2 separate regions of the Cricetulus griseus genome follow, and region 1 is linked to region 2. The links are chromatin contacts, called in public Hi-C maps. All regions are on one chromosome and are shown on one strand. Each heading gives the region's core, a stretch centred on a gene start, on an enhancer-like site or on the middle of the called end of the contact. The rest is flanking DNA. Distances are from core to core; before and after follow the strand shown.

Region 1 (7,278 bases), core at 269-2,768, 75 kb after region 2:
TGAGACTGAGGAGACACAGAAGGCACCAGTGAGAGACTGAGGAGACACAGAAGGTACCAGTGAGAGACTGAAGAGACACAGAAGGCACCAGTGAGAGACTGAGGAGACACAGAAGGCTCCAGTGAGACTGAGGAGACACAGAAGGCACCAGTGAGAGACTGAGGAGACACAGAAGGTACAAGTGAGAGACTGAAGAGACACAGAAAGCACCAGTGAGAGACTGAGGAGACACAGAAGGCACCAGTGAGAGACTGAGGAGACACAGAGGCACCAGTGAGAGACTGAGGGAATACAGAAGGAACCTGTGAGAGACTGAGGAGATACAGAAGGCACCAGTGAGAGAATGAGGAGACATAGAAGGCACCTGTGAGAGACTGAGGGAACACAGACGGCCTCCAGTGAGAGACTGAGGGAACACAGAAGGCCTCCAGTGAGAGACTGAGGAGACACAGAAGGCACCAGTGAGAGACTGAGGAAACACAGAAGGCTCCAGTGAGAGACTGAGGGAACACAGAAGGCACCAGTGAGAGACTGAGGAGACACAGAAGGCCTCCAGTTTGAGACTGAGGGAACACTGAAGGCCTGCAGTGAGAGATTGAGGGAACACAGAAGGCACCAGTGAGAGACTGAGGGAACACAGGAGGGCCTCCCATATAGAAGAGGAGTCAGAGAAGGTAGCTGAGGAGTTGACACTAGAGCAGAGAGAGCCATGAGACTCAAATTAAGGCAGAGAAGACGGTGCAAAGGCCCTGAGGGTGGGAGAGTTCTCAGCATTTGGGCAACATGGGTAGAGTGGGCAGAGAGAGAGGACGAGAGGGAGAGGCTGACTTAGAGGTAGGTGATGGAATCCAGTCACGTTCAGCCTTTCAGGCCGCAGCCAAGTTCAATCCCAGCATGTTGCCCTGTGACCTGGGTGTGTGTTCCCTCTCTCCGGGTCCAGCTTTATTGGAGGTAAGGGGTTGGACGAGGTAAATCCTTCCCAAGCCTCCAGCATCTGCTTTAAAACAGCAACAAAACCAAAAGCTCCAGCACAAGCCGTGGTTTCAAGACTCTAGTCTAGGCCGGGATGCCGGTTAGTGTGTGCGATCTGAGCTCCCACAGTCAGCCTCCAGCAGAAAGAGGAGCCACTGGAGGCAGAGTGGGGGCAGGAGCCCCTCCTGGACCACACCAGGTGGGGGGGCCCTCCACAGGCCCCGGCTCACACAGCAGGGTTAGCCAGGCGTACAGCAAGCCGGCTCGCACATCCCGGTTTGCACACAGGGACTCATCCTTGTCATTCTCTTCAGTTCTAGAGTGCCCGGGGCCAGAGGGCACGGGGTAGGGCCCTCGTGGGCCCCCCGAAATCTTGTTGATGGTGCACTTTGTATTCCGCAGGATCTGCACAGCTGCCCTCTTGCCTCATCGCACTCGCCAACCCCGAGGGGCGGCTTTCAGCCGGTTTGCTAATGTGCTCAGTTCCTCTTTGGGACATATGCCTGTCCCTCTGAGTTCCCGTGGCTGCGTGGAAGTGGACCTAGGCCCAGAGGGTGACTAAGCGGGGAAGCCCCTGGACTGCACGGCTCCCAGAGGCTCCCGGTTGCGTAAGGACTCTTATTTCTTTCTTTCTTTTTTTTTTTTCTTTTTGAGAAGGTTGCAGGCAACAGGATGAATCATAGCAAACACACGTGGCTCTGGGGGTGGGGTGGTGGTGGGGGGACAGTCCTTCCTCATGCCGCTGTGCAAAGCAAAGCTTCTTAAAAGTGAATCAGCAGCGCCTGCACCCTAGGTCGTGGGAGGAGGGCAAGGGTGCCAGTTACAGATTTCCAGAGTATTTGGGTGTGGTCCCCGGGGTTGAGCAGCCTGGACAGCAGGGACCTAGGTCACTCACCCGAGCTTCGGCTGGAGACCTGTTGCACTCTAATATGCAACAGCTCCTTGTGTGTACTGAGGGAGAGACGGGGTACACTTTCAAGCCAAGTGACACAGCCCCTGGACCTGCAAGTCCCAGAGGCTCCTCATGTGGACAGCCTGAGAAAGACTTTCTGGCACCTGTTTGGCAGAAAAGAGCCCTTCTTGCCTTCCCAAGCACCGAGGCAGAGTGAAGAAGTGGTTGGGAACCACCGGGCTTTGGGATGAACTTGAGGCTCAAATCCCATATGGTGTCTTGGAGTGAGTCTGCAGACGGAGCAGAGCTGCTCTTTCCCTTCTGTAAAATCAGGAAACGGTATCTGCCGGCTGAGCACACGCAAGAGGAAGACAGGCATGGAGACAGACTTCTGTAATTCTCACTCAGGGTGAGAGGCAAGGGGGCCTGTGAGTTTCAGACCTACCGTCACAGGGGGAAGACTCCCAAGACATCCACAGGAGGTCTTCACAGAAATCCTCAGTGGCCCCTGAGAAGCCAGAGTTGACAGCCAGGCATTTTGGCTTTGTTGGCTGTGTGTTTATAGGTGTGTCATTTATAGCTGATTGTGTGCCCGAGTTTGTTCAGGGGGTAAAAGTGACTTCCTCATAGAGTTGACAGATGGGATGACAGATGAAAGTGGTATACCTGGGACATTCTGAATGCACAGCAAGTGCAGCCCTCTGCTGTGTAGTATGAGTTACCATAGCATCAACTTACCAGTCAGAGCTCAGGGGAGAGTAGGTGAAGTTACTATAACTTTTATTTTCGAAAGAGCTGACGTGGATTTGGCTAGGAGCGGGGGCCTCAAAGGACCAAGGAGAGGTGTTTATATCTCTGTGGAAGCAGAATACTGATGTAGGCCCAATGGGCTTTGCAAGGGGTGTGTCATGATTTGCTGGTAGTTGGTCAGCTGGAGAAAGACAATGTGGGTGGGGTGGGGGAGAGATCAGTCTTGAGGAGAATGAGGTGCTAGGGTGTCCTAGTCGCCTGTCTCCCTTCAGAGATAGAGCAACTTCAGAGTGCCCAGTCCTTATGGTGCAGGAGACATTGCACGCAGCGCACAGCCAGCCCGGCTCATGGTAGAACAGACCATAGAGGGCAAGAGATAAGAGTTCCACTCATGCATTTTGTCACAGCAATGCGCTGAAGTACTTTTTATATATGGGTCCCGCTGCTGGTGACCCTACATTATGTAGTGTCCCAGACCTGGTGTCTCTCCTAGGCATCAGCCTCACAGCCTGAGGCGAACTTACTTTTTGTAAACTGAAAATGCTGGCATACTCCTCACTCATGGGTACAAACCCAGACCACATAGAAACCTCTAGAAAAATCACGGCGCTTGGGTCCCATCCCAACCATCACCGATTCTAAAAACTAGGAGGTAGACACGGGCATTCCATGCTTTAAAAGCTTCCTAGGGGGGTTGAGTGTGCCAAGAGAGTTGAAAGCCACTGCTCCAATCTGCTGCCCTGCTTGGAGTTGAGTTCTTCCTTCGGGCTTTCACCGTCAATGCTAGTCCCCCCTTCTCATCCCATCTTATTCCATTCTGTCTTTCCCCTCTCCTTTGCCAACTTGCCTTCCAGTAAAGTGGATTGTTGAGGGACTTGGCCGTTCAAATTGTCTATTGGAAGCCCATTGTGTGTCTGACTCCAGAAGCGCGGATGCAATAGAGTCTTGCTTTCGTGGGATCTGTAGTCACACACCTGCGCGAAGGAAAAGGGTTAACAGAGAATATGGGTGGGGAGAAATTAGATGACTGCATCATGGGAGGAGGTGGGTGGGCACAGGCGGCTAAAGAAGAGAGGGGGGGAAGGGAAGACTTGCAGTTCACCCGCAGATCGTTCATTTCCCGACACGCCGTGGTAACCCGTTACCTACCTCGTTTTAGAGCTAGTTTCTTTTGCTATTGCTCCACCAATATCAGGTGGGGTATAATATGTGATACTTTAGAGACAGTGGATGGAAACCATGTCCCTTTAGTTAGGATCCATTCATCTCTAGGTGTGTATCCATTCCACGGGTTAAAATGGGGGAGGATTTAGAAATTATCATCTCAGATATATTTTCCCATGTCTAGTCCTATGTGTTAGTGTTCAGGCATCTGCACTGGCCTGCCCTAGGGGTTCTGACAGGACGCGCCCTCAGCTGCAGCCACTAAGAGCACCACCTGTGCAATTCACTATGTTCCCTTTGAAAAGGGCCCTGCCCATCTCCCATCTCTCTCTCTCTCCCCCTCCTTCTCTCTCTCCTTCTCTCTCTCCCTCCTTCTCTCTCTCTCCCCCTCCCTCTCTCTCCCTCACTCTCTCTCTCTCTCTCTCTTCTTCTCTCTCTCTGCCTCTCTGCCTGTCTCTCTGTCTCTACTCCCCCCACCTCTCTCTTCTCTTTTGCCACTCCTGTCCCCCCCCAGGCTGGTCTCCCCTCCCCCACTTCCCCCCCAATAAAAACCCCCTCCACCCAAGCTCTGTTTCATGGCATCTTTCTCTCACGTGCCTCTTTTTAAAATCACAACACAATCTATCAAGAGTTTTCTGTGTTGTTAGGAATTCTAAATATAGGGCTTCAACGCGCATCGGAATCCGCTAGGATTTGCACAATACATATGCCCTTGGCTTCTTTTCTTCCCTCGCAGTGTCTGAAATGGCCTCACTAGGCTCTTTCTGTGAGAGGTGCTGGGATCTTGCACAGACGTGGGATGCAGGACAGCAAGTTATGATTGCAGAGGCATTGATAAGGCTGGGTGTGGTCAAGAGGGACATCTGTGAGCATCACCAATCTCAGGACGTTCAAGGGTACTGTGGGGCGTGCCTGGGTAGGGAAGGAACATTTTAAGAGAACTCTGCAAGCTCTTTGGCCGGCCTTTCACTGATAGGTGAAGCCAGCATCCCTTCCCTGTGGATCTGAGCTGGCTTCCCTGCCTCTGTTTGAGTGATGGAGGGCAGCCAAGGCTTTTCTTCTTGAGATCCTAGTCTCAAAAAAGTCCACAAAGCTTCCCTTTGGTTCCCTTTGGTTCCTCGCTATGGCAGGTAGGAAAGCTGACACCCTCAAGACAGCCACACTGTAGAGGTTTCCCTGACCACCTCACCAGGGCTAGCCTTAGCTGCCGGCATCCTGGCAAGATGGAGCAAGAACTTTTAGTCCAGTCCTGAATTCTCAGCCCACAAATCCAGGAACAACACAAAAGGGGAGATACCCCAAGTGTTGAAGCAATCCATTTCACAGCAGCAGTAAGCAGAATACTTTGAACTCAGCTAGCTCTTTGTGGCCCATGATTGTGGAGCAAACATGCCAAAAAATTGATAAGAGCAGCTCATAGTAGGCCATCCTGGGGTAATCAGAAGGGTGCGAGGGAAGAAAAGAACATACAGAACAGAGAACTTACAGGCCCAGAAATCAGTTTGCAAACTATTTTGCCCAAACCCTTCATTTGATAGGCTGAGTGGAAGGGACTAGCCAAGAGTGGAATCCATGTCGTCACGTCTGGAGTCCTGTCTTTCCTTTTCAGGTTTTCTGGGCAGATGCAGGCTAAGGAAGTGATGAGACAATTCACGGCTTCTCCTGGGATGGGCCTGACTTCATTTAGTGAAACTTTGTCTTGAAGCCTTTGCAAGAGATCCCTATGGAATTCCTTTTCTGGAGTCTCCTGTCTGTCCGCCGCTGCACTTCTCAGAGTTAGATGAATTCATTGACTTTCTCATTTCTATTTTTAAGGCTTGTCTTTCAGGTCAAGGGTGTACTGGGGCCTGGGGCTCCCTTGTAGAACGTGTAGACATGGCTCCCGAGGGCATTTGGTCTCTCCATTGGAAGACACACCTCTGATCTTTGAGCACCATTGTCTTAACTCCATCTCTTTGTGTAGTAACCGGGACACCACCCTTCATGTACTAACCCAGTTTGTGACTCATCTCTGGAATCTAAGCTCCCCCAGGGCCGGATTAGTGCCCGATTCACAATGTCTATTTTCAAGCATGTAGGTTTGCACCTACTCAACTGCCTAGGCTCCTCTGCCAGGAGGCGGTGCCTTACTGCCTCCAGCCAATAGCAGGGAAGAATGCCTGCCTTGTGCAGTCCCTCTGTCTCATATGGCTTCTTCCATTTCCTGGATGTCCATACATGCTTTGCGCTCATTCAAGTCCCCACACCCATACAATCCAACAGCTGGGACTAAGACCTGTATCCAGGCTGTGAACTGGGAGTCACTGGTGAATACTTTGCTCAAAGGCATGGAGCTTGCCAGTATCAGAGCATACGTTCAAATAGCGTCGATGTCCATGCTGGTCATTTTCAAATTGGACATCGATAACTATTAGTGGACTGTGAAATCAGTTGCTAGGTTGTAACTATAATTTTAAAAGTTGATTTTAATTAAATATAAAATACAAGAGTACATGGCCAGGTGGTGGTGGTGGTGCACACCTTTAATCCCAGCTCTCAGGAGGTAGAGGCAGGCGGAATTGTGTGAGTTCTAGGCCAGCCTGGTCTACTGAGTGAGTTCCAAGACAGCCTCCAACGCTACAGAAAAAACTTGTCTCAAAAAACCAAAAACCAAAAACCGAAACAAAACAAAAATCAAGAGTACATTGCTGGTGGCAAATCATAAGAAACTTTTTTCCTAATATATATGGAATATATATATATATATATATATATATATATATATATATATATATATATATATGTTCCCTAACAGATACATATGTGTGTAGTTCTGGATGCTCCTATGTGCATTCATATATGTGTGTGTGTGCTGGTACTCGTTTGTGTCATTTCTTTGCTTCCTTGCTTAGTTTGATGAAACATGGAGCCCTATTGTTTTTTTTTTTTTTCTCTTTCTCTTTTTTTCTCTTTTCTCTCGGAGCCCTATCATTAAGTTGCCTCTCACAGAAGTCCACATGGCACAGAACCAGCAGTGGCTTCTAGCCAATAGCCATGGAAGCACTGAGGCTCCCAGCCCAGAGTCCAAGATGCACCAGATCATGCTAACAGCCACTGTGTAAGCTTGGGAGTGGACCTTGTCCCGAGGAAATCTTGAAATAGCAGTAGTTTCAGCTCTCCCTAGATGCAGAGGCCATCTTGTAAGGCCTACAGACCACCGATATTAAGCCGGCAGAGCAGAGAGGCAGAAAGATTCCGGTGTGTCTAAGTGGCTGGGTTCACACAGCACCAAACTACCAATGGATGTCTTAGATGAGACAAGCATATGGGTTGGGTTCTGCTACTTGCAGTCAAAAGTCTTTCTGAAATAAGTCATTTATCATCTCCGGACTTCAGCTGTCTGATCTATCCATCCAATGAGGAGATAGACTAGATAGATAGACTAAGGTTTCAAGATCATCACCCACTCTGTCCAGCCTACAGTATGCTGTTTTACTTGTTTGATTTTGTTATTAATTATT
Region 2 (7,407 bases), core at 1,184-3,683:
AAATGTAGTCTCTTCGGAGACTCCTTGCGTGCTGTTAGCACTTAGCCTTGGAAGGAGACTCGGGAGACAGCCTTTCAAGGAGACACAGCAAGTTCTAGGCTTCCGTTTCTTTCTTGGGGCAAAAAGTAACCCTGTGAAGTGAGCACAGAACCAAAGTGTAGCAAGGTGTGCAAAGCGCTAAGAACAAGGAGCCTGTTCCCCCCACCCCATCCCAGCATTACCGGTTCAATTTAAGTTGTCTAATCCCCAGCGTCTAGCCCTTGGAGATGCTTAATTAGCGTTTGTTGAATGGCTGGAGAATTAATAATGAAAAGGATTTATTCTTGGGCTTGACCTGGTTTTAGAAAATTAATTATTCAGCATAAGCACAAGGATTTTGATAATAGGTATCTGTGCTGAGTGAGGATCCAGGGACTCCAAACTGACCTGGTTTGCGAAAGGGGGGGTGGGGGTGGGAGGGGACAGAAACCCTAACAACACAAAATGTGACTGCAAAGCAGCTTCCAGAGCAGGGTAAGCCAGTTCCAAGGGCACCCAACTCAGGCTGCACGAACGCGCACACGCGACCTTGTCCGGGTGCAGGTAGTGTAGTGTCTACCCCTGGCGGTGGATCCAATGACCGGTACTCCAATACCCTGGACCGCTCTGGCGCCCTAGACCCTACCTAGGGCGTGGACGGAGGCGGGAGGAGACAGGAATCTGGCGGCTGCCACGTGGGCCCCTTCCGCCAGTTCCCCACATCCTTTGTTTCCCACCGGCCGGAGCTCAGGAAGCTCTTTCTGCGAGTCACCGCGAAGGGGCGGCCCAGGAGCCTGGAGAAGAAGCTATTTCCGTGCAAATCGGGGCGGGCGAGCGGGCGAGCGGGAGGGGCGTGGAGGTGGAGGCAGAGCAGAAGGCCCAGTGTTTGCTTTTATTTCATCCAACAGAAGGTTCTATTTGTGGAAGCGAACAGACGCTGGGGATTAGAGCCGGGAGGAGGCAGGAAAAGGAAGGGGGAGAGAGAGAGAAAAAAAAAAAAGCCACACTCACTACCACGCACAGGTCTTTCCCCGGAACTACCGCGTGGGGGGGTGGGGTGGGGTGGTGGTGAATGACTGCAAATGGAATGCATCACCTTCCCTCTCGCCCCTTCCTCCGGGCTGCAGCCGCGACTCGGCGGCGCCCGCAGCTCCACCGGGAGCTCCCGGAGTGCAAGAGCCACGGGGGACGTCCCCACCGGGGCTGCAGCCAGCGGCTCCCGCCGAGCCCGGACGGAGGGGAGCCGCGCGCCGGCCGGGAGCTCGCACTCCATTGTGTTGTGTGAATGGTGCGCGCGCGCCAATCAGCGGCCGCCTCGCCCCCGCCCAGCCCCGCCCACTTCCCCGGGACCCTGACGTCACGGGAGCTTCTCCTCCGCCCCCCTCCTTCGGCTCCGGGCCGCCGAGCCCGCGGGGCCAGCGCTCGGGTGCGCGCAGCCTGCCGCCCAGCCTAGCCCCGGGGGGCGCGTGCAAGCGTGCAAGCGTGCAAGCGTGCATGCCTGCGCGCGCGCCCAAGACGGCCCCGGACGGACGGACGGACGTTCCCACCTGCGCCCAGGCGCGCGCAGTCGGGAGCATCCCCGGGCCTCCGGCCACCCCCGCTGTCCCCCGCTTCCCACTCCATCACCCCTCCTTCCCCCCCTCCCCTCCCCAGTCTCCTCCCTCCGCTCCGGTGACTGTGAGCCGGGGCGACGGGGCTGGAGTCGTCGCAGCCACCTCATTGCACAACCCGGCTTCCCAACTGTTTACACAGCCCGGCCTGTGAGTGTGTGTGTGAGTGTGTGTGTGAGTGTGAGTGTGTGTGTGTGTATACAGCGTGAGTCACCGGGAGGCGGAGGAGGTGGAGGAAAAGGAGAAGGAGCGCACAGGCCGGCATCAGTGCGGCGCACACACTCACATCCAGCCACTCTCTCTCTGAGCGCGGCTCGCACGCTCCACCGCCCGCCCGCCCGCTCGCACTCCCGGAGCGCGCAGGATCCCGAGCGGCGCGGCAAAGTTGTGCCGGCTTCTACTCCCCACTTAATTGCTTTTGGAAGTGAGTGCCTTGGCTCCGGGAAGCCACCGAGCCTGCGGAATCCGATCCTCCAGACTCCAGCGCCCCGGAACCCGGGGAAGCCGGGGAAGCCGGGCCGCCTCCCCGTCCCGGGACTCAGCCCCCAGCGTCGGCAACAATAGCGGCCCCGATCGCCGCCGCCGCCGCCCGCGAGGCGCCCAGACCTGGTGGCCGCGGGAGTCTGGGGACCCCGGGTGGCCTCCCTCCCCAGCCCGGACGCGTGGCCAGCGTGGTCCTCGTGTGGAAGACGCCGGCGTCCGGGAACGGCTGTCGTCGCGCACCTCTCGGGGACCGATCGGAGCTCCGTCTGCCAACGGCATCCCGAGGGCTGGAAGGAATCGCAGCGCCGAGCCCGGGATTTCCAAAGCCGGGGCCGCTCCGGCCAGGGCCGCGATGCGGGTCGGTCCCGTGCGCTTTGCACTCGGCGGCGCCTCGCAGCCCCGCTCGGCTCCGGCTCTGCTCTTCCCGGCCGCCCGGGCTACCCCGGCCAAACGGCTGCTGGACGCGGACGACGCGGCGGCCGTGGCGGCCAAGTGTCCGCGCCTCTCCGAGTGCTCGAGCCCCCCCGACTACCTCAGTCCCCCGGGCTCGCCCTGCAGCCCGCAGCCTCCGCCCTCCGCTCAGGGGACCGGCGGCGGCGGCAGCTGTGCGAGCGCACCCGGGCCCAGCCGCATCGCCGACTACCTGCTGCTGCCCCTAGCCGAGCGCGAGCATGTGTCCCGGGCGCTGTGCATCCACACCGGCCGCGAGCTGCGCTGCAAGGTAAGCATCCCGGGGGCCAGGGCTGCGGGCCTGGCACGAGGGCTTGGCTACCCCGGATCGCGCCCCGGCCGGAGCTTTGGGGTTGGCAGAGCCGCTAAGGAAGGGCTTTGAAAAGTCGGATCAAGAGGGCGTTTTGGTCAGCTTCGCCCCTGAGGGCTTTCCTGTGGAGTGTTCTGCTGAGGGACCCGCGGTCTAGGGCAAGTGGAGGGGTTCATCTCGGTGCTTTTTTTCTTTGGCGCTCAAGTGTGGCTAGCGCGTGGCGTCCCATTTAAGTTTGGAATTGCAATGGATTCCAGGGCCATGCCATTGCCCTGCTCTCATCCCCCCCTCCTCCCCCTGCCCTGGACGGACGCCCTGCAGTGGGTGCCTCCTCCCGGCTTGGAGCAGCTGGCAGGCTCTCAGCCGGACGTTCGCGGCACAGGCTCTGCAGACACGGTGTCCGGCTTCTACCCAGGGGGTTCTGGCTGGAACCAGAATACAGCCCACCCCAGGGAGTCGCGGGCCTGCGGGGGTTTAAGCCTGGGAGGGGCTCCAGGCCTGATTGAGAAGAGTGTTGAGGAGCTCCCAGGGGCTCTCGCTTCCACTCGCTGTAGTTTGCGTCCGCCAGTTTTTATTGCAACCTTAGGGGGAGTACAACTCCATAGGGGATGGCCCGGCTCTCCTGGAGAGCGCGGAGCCGTGGACGGTCTGTGCTTGGTGAGCGCGACGCTCACACCCTGGTCCACCGAGAGCCCCCACCGACTGCTTTCATTCCCCTGGAGTTAAGAGTGGCTCCTGGGTTTTCAGCAGCTCACCTGAACTCCCCTCTCCCCGCTTGCTGGTGCCACCTACTGTCTACTCGCGTGAAATCTCAGATGCGTGGTCAAGCCCAGAGGGGGGGAAAAAACCTTTTTTTCTTGGTGGATGAGAGCAGTTTTGGAAGAGAAACTTGTGTGGAGGGGTGGGTGGGGCGGGAGGAGAGAGCAGCAGAGGGATTCCCCCCCCCAGTTGGTACCAGAGCAGCCACCTCAGAGGTGGGGTGGGTCTGGGTCATTGTGCAACCCCTTCCAGTTCCTCCGAGCAGATAATAGCTGAATCCAGATGGTGACAGCCCGTGTGTCACCATTTCCAGTTGCGTCTAGGATATGAGTAACCGGAGTGAACAAAAGGCCCTTAAAGAGACCAGCCAGCAGCTTCTTAGAGGATTTGCCCTCCGTTCTGGGGGTGGGGCAACTAAGGTGGGGGGAGGCGTGTAAACAGATGAAAACGGCTTTTCTGAGGTGCCCATCCCCTCCTGTCGGAAGGTACACCCCAGGCTGCCTCCACCTGAGTCACAGCCATAGGAAGGTTGCTTAAGGCAGCCTTGTCAGTCTCTCCCTCCAAGTCATCAGTCCCTCTGACTAATGACATCTCTACATGTTTGCTGCCTCTGCTTCCCCTTGGAGGCAGCGAAATCGCCACATTCCTTGGCTGTGCTGAGCTGAGCCTTCTGTGTTTCATTGTTGCTTTTCACCCTTGCAGGGATGCTGGGGTCCCTTCCCTTAGCTACCTTGTAGCAAGCCTTATCTATTAGGAAGATCCAATCCACGTCAGGCTCGGCTCCCAGGAGCTGATACCAGGCCCCTAAAAGACAAAAGTATGTGTGGACCAGGGTAGGCTTTGGAAGTTGCTAGCCGGGATCCCAAGGTGTGACTTGCTTTAAGGGCATCATAGCAGCTGGAGCTGCATAAACGGCAGAGAGAATGGACTATCCAAAGGTTGAGGACCTCAGCCCAGCTTCATGTAGGACCTGGCGGGCAGCCCCTGAACTTCTGGCCCCTAAACAGGTCACTTTATCTCCGCAGGTGTTTCCCATTAAACACTACCAGGACAAAATCAGGCCTTACATCCAGCTGCCGTCGCACAGAAACATTACCGGCATCGTGGAAGTAATCCTTGGGGAGACCAAGGCCTACGTCTTCTTCGAGAAGGACTTTGGGGACATGCACTCCTATGTGCGAAGCCGGAAAAGGCTTCGGGAAGAGGAGGCCGCTCGGCTCTTCAAGCAGATAGTCTCCGCCGTTGCCCACTGCCACCAGTCGGCCATCGTGCTGGGGGACCTGAAGCTTAGGAAGTTTGTCTTCTCCACGGAGGAGAGGTGAGCAGCTGCCACAGCACCTCCTGTGGCCCTTTGGAACCAAAAAAACTGAAGGTACAGGTCATGCAGTTAGGTGCAAGCCAAACCCAAGGCTCAGGTCTTGCCTGGTTTAGTATTAAGTCATGCTTCTGGAAGTTTGTGGTCAACCTTGGTTCATTCTTTGCCCTGTTGGATGGCGAAGCCTAGAGACACCTTGGCGCTTTTGAGGATGCTGCCTAATGACAGATACACTTCTATTTCTGTCCCAGGCTCAGGCTTTCTTGTCAGGGAGGTCAGTCCAACGGGGAAAAGGTGTTCACCTGTCCTGGAAAGCACAGACTCCAAGAGGTGGTCAAATCCTGGCTTCCATCAGTGCCTGGGCTGTGCCTAGAAGACATGACAGAGCTGGTTAGGCTGTTGTGTTTGCAGAATTCCAGCCAGCCCTACCACACTGCATTCCTGCACTGTTTTAACCTTGGTACCCTCACCCCACACCCCGAAATGGTTTGCTCACATTTTCTGGTGAGATTTTAGCCATCTCATCGGCTCCATCTTCAGAAAATACCCACATTGAAGAATAAATGGAAGTTGGCTAGCACGCACCGCTAAATATAGTTCTTGGCTTACCTCATAAAGGACAAGGTGTGCTTGATAAGGGACTGAGGAGACACTAAGATTTGAAGTGGAGGTTTCACCAGGAGAACTCAGGAAGCTGTGTGAGATGCCCCACACTTCATCCTGAACACAGACCATATCTGTGGTGGGGAGAGGTAGAGTGTGGAACTGGCCTTGTTCGAGTGAGTGACTTTGTTGAATATAGTTACACAGGAGTACCCTACCTGGTCACTTTTACCTTTAACTGGGCGGGGGTGGGGGGGTGGGGGGTGTGCGAGGGTCTAGAAAGTACAGGGTTGAAGCCCTCAAAGTATGAGTTCGCGTCTGACCTTGCGCTAGCTATTGAAACATACTGATTAGCAAAGAGGAGCAAACTGTTTGCTGCGAAGAGGCGTCCAGTTCCTGGAATGTGCTTCTTTGATAATATGCTGATGCCTCTTTTTGAAACATGTGCTACACACCTCCTCGCTGGTTTTTGAAATCTGCATTGCACAGGCCGGTGTCATGGGCATAGGGTTTGGTAACCCGAGGGTTAAGCAACGGCAGGCTGACGCTATTCATGTAACCAGCACAGGTGCAGGGTTTTAGTCCTACAGGAGCCAATCAGGGGCAGACAGTGTGGGTTGAGTCATATTTTCCGTTTACAGAACCGATGGGTATTTTACATAACAGGGAGGTCACGCTGAGGACACACCGAAGTCAGTACATGTGTGCTTCACTCCAGGGAGCAGGAAGGCTGGAAAAGAGAAAAAAAATAGAGAGAGAGAGAGAGAGAGAAAGAAACCAGACCTTTGAGAGGAAAAGGAATTGACCAAATGTTTGCACGTAACTACACAAGAAGTGACTTACTGAAATAGGTCTGTTTCGGAGAAGCAGGCACCGGAAATTAGAGGTGCCCCACGTGGCCGTGGGGGTTCTAGGAGATGTGGGTGGCTGCTTCTACCTAGGGAGGGAGGCACCTGCAGCTTCGTAAGCGTTCCTTTGGCCAAAGGTCTTCTAGATTATTCTTTCCAGTTCAGTCTTGGTTTCTGTGCTTTCCTTCGCATTCTCCACTGACTTCTTCAACAGAGGTTCTCCACAAGACAGAGGCTCGTGTAGGATCTGCCTCAGTCCCTGTGTAGGGTCCCTGCAACCCTCAGATCCATCAGCCTCTTGTTTCTTCGCCTAATTTCTCTAGGTTTCAGCTAAGTGTTCTTACAGTGAGACAGCCCAATAATCACAATTGAACAACTTTCCCATTGTGGTTATTGCAGCTGGGACTCGGGTGAACGGAATTTCCTTAGTGTGGTCAGTGGTGTCAACTGGCCTGGGCAGTGTCCTGCTAAGAGACTAGTGTAGTGGCCTGTAGGAGATACAGGCCCTACCTGAGGAAGGAGGACACCTATGTTTGCTTCTCCCCTGACAGCTTTTGTAGAACATGCCAGTCTTGCTCTGAAACCAGCTCTCCATTCTGCAATGTGAACTTTGTCAATTGTGTAACCCTATTAGGATATCTCTTACAAGCCCTAGCTTCGTGAATGTTGTTTGAGACTTTGCATCATACCCCTCCGCCCCGGGCCTCTCAATACTTTGCAAATATTTATTGCAGTTTGTATTGGTTTGTGAAATCGCTGGTCTTGGGTGCTTGCAGGCCAGCGCTTACTAGACGAAGGGTAAATGGTATTCCTGCAGCCTTGGCTGTGAGTGCCTCTGGGCGCTGTTATTGGGAAGGCCTTGGTTTTCCGTTGCAGACGGTCTGAAAATAATCACTCCGTTTATTTCTCTCTCCCACAGAACCCAGCTTAGGCTGGAAAGCCTGGAAGATACACACATCATCAAGGGAGAAGATGACGCCCTCTCAGACAAGCATGGCTGCCCGGCCTATG

What was found. Hi-C and Micro-C count contacts between places; a contact is called where the count stands out from the background.
Region 1: a contact with region 2 is called in a Hi-C map of the CHO-K1 cell line, with 2.1 times the contacts expected there. The contact joins the enhancer-like site here to the promoter of Trib1 in region 2. A contact is called at or near these places in 2 of 8 Hi-C or Micro-C datasets (both in the CHO-K1 cell line).

Annotation. Positions count from the first base shown.
Region 1 is chr10:27,909,956-27,917,233 of CriGri-PICRH-1.0, reverse strand. No RefSeq gene overlaps it. Among named protein-coding and RNA genes, the nearest start is that of Trib1, 78 kb to the left of the region's middle. Within about 2 kb of position 1,518, at least 4 of the 6 cell types and tissues checked have open chromatin away from gene starts, as enhancers often do. A contact at or near this core is called in the CHO-K1 cell line, where this site is marked.
Region 2 is chr10:27,986,186-27,993,592 of CriGri-PICRH-1.0, reverse strand. It overlaps Trib1 (tribbles homolog 1), which reads left to right and starts at 2,433. Exons shown (of 3, transcript XM_027431600.2): 1 at 2,433-2,832; 2 at 4,656-4,948; 3 at 7,316-7,407. The coding sequence starts at 2,464.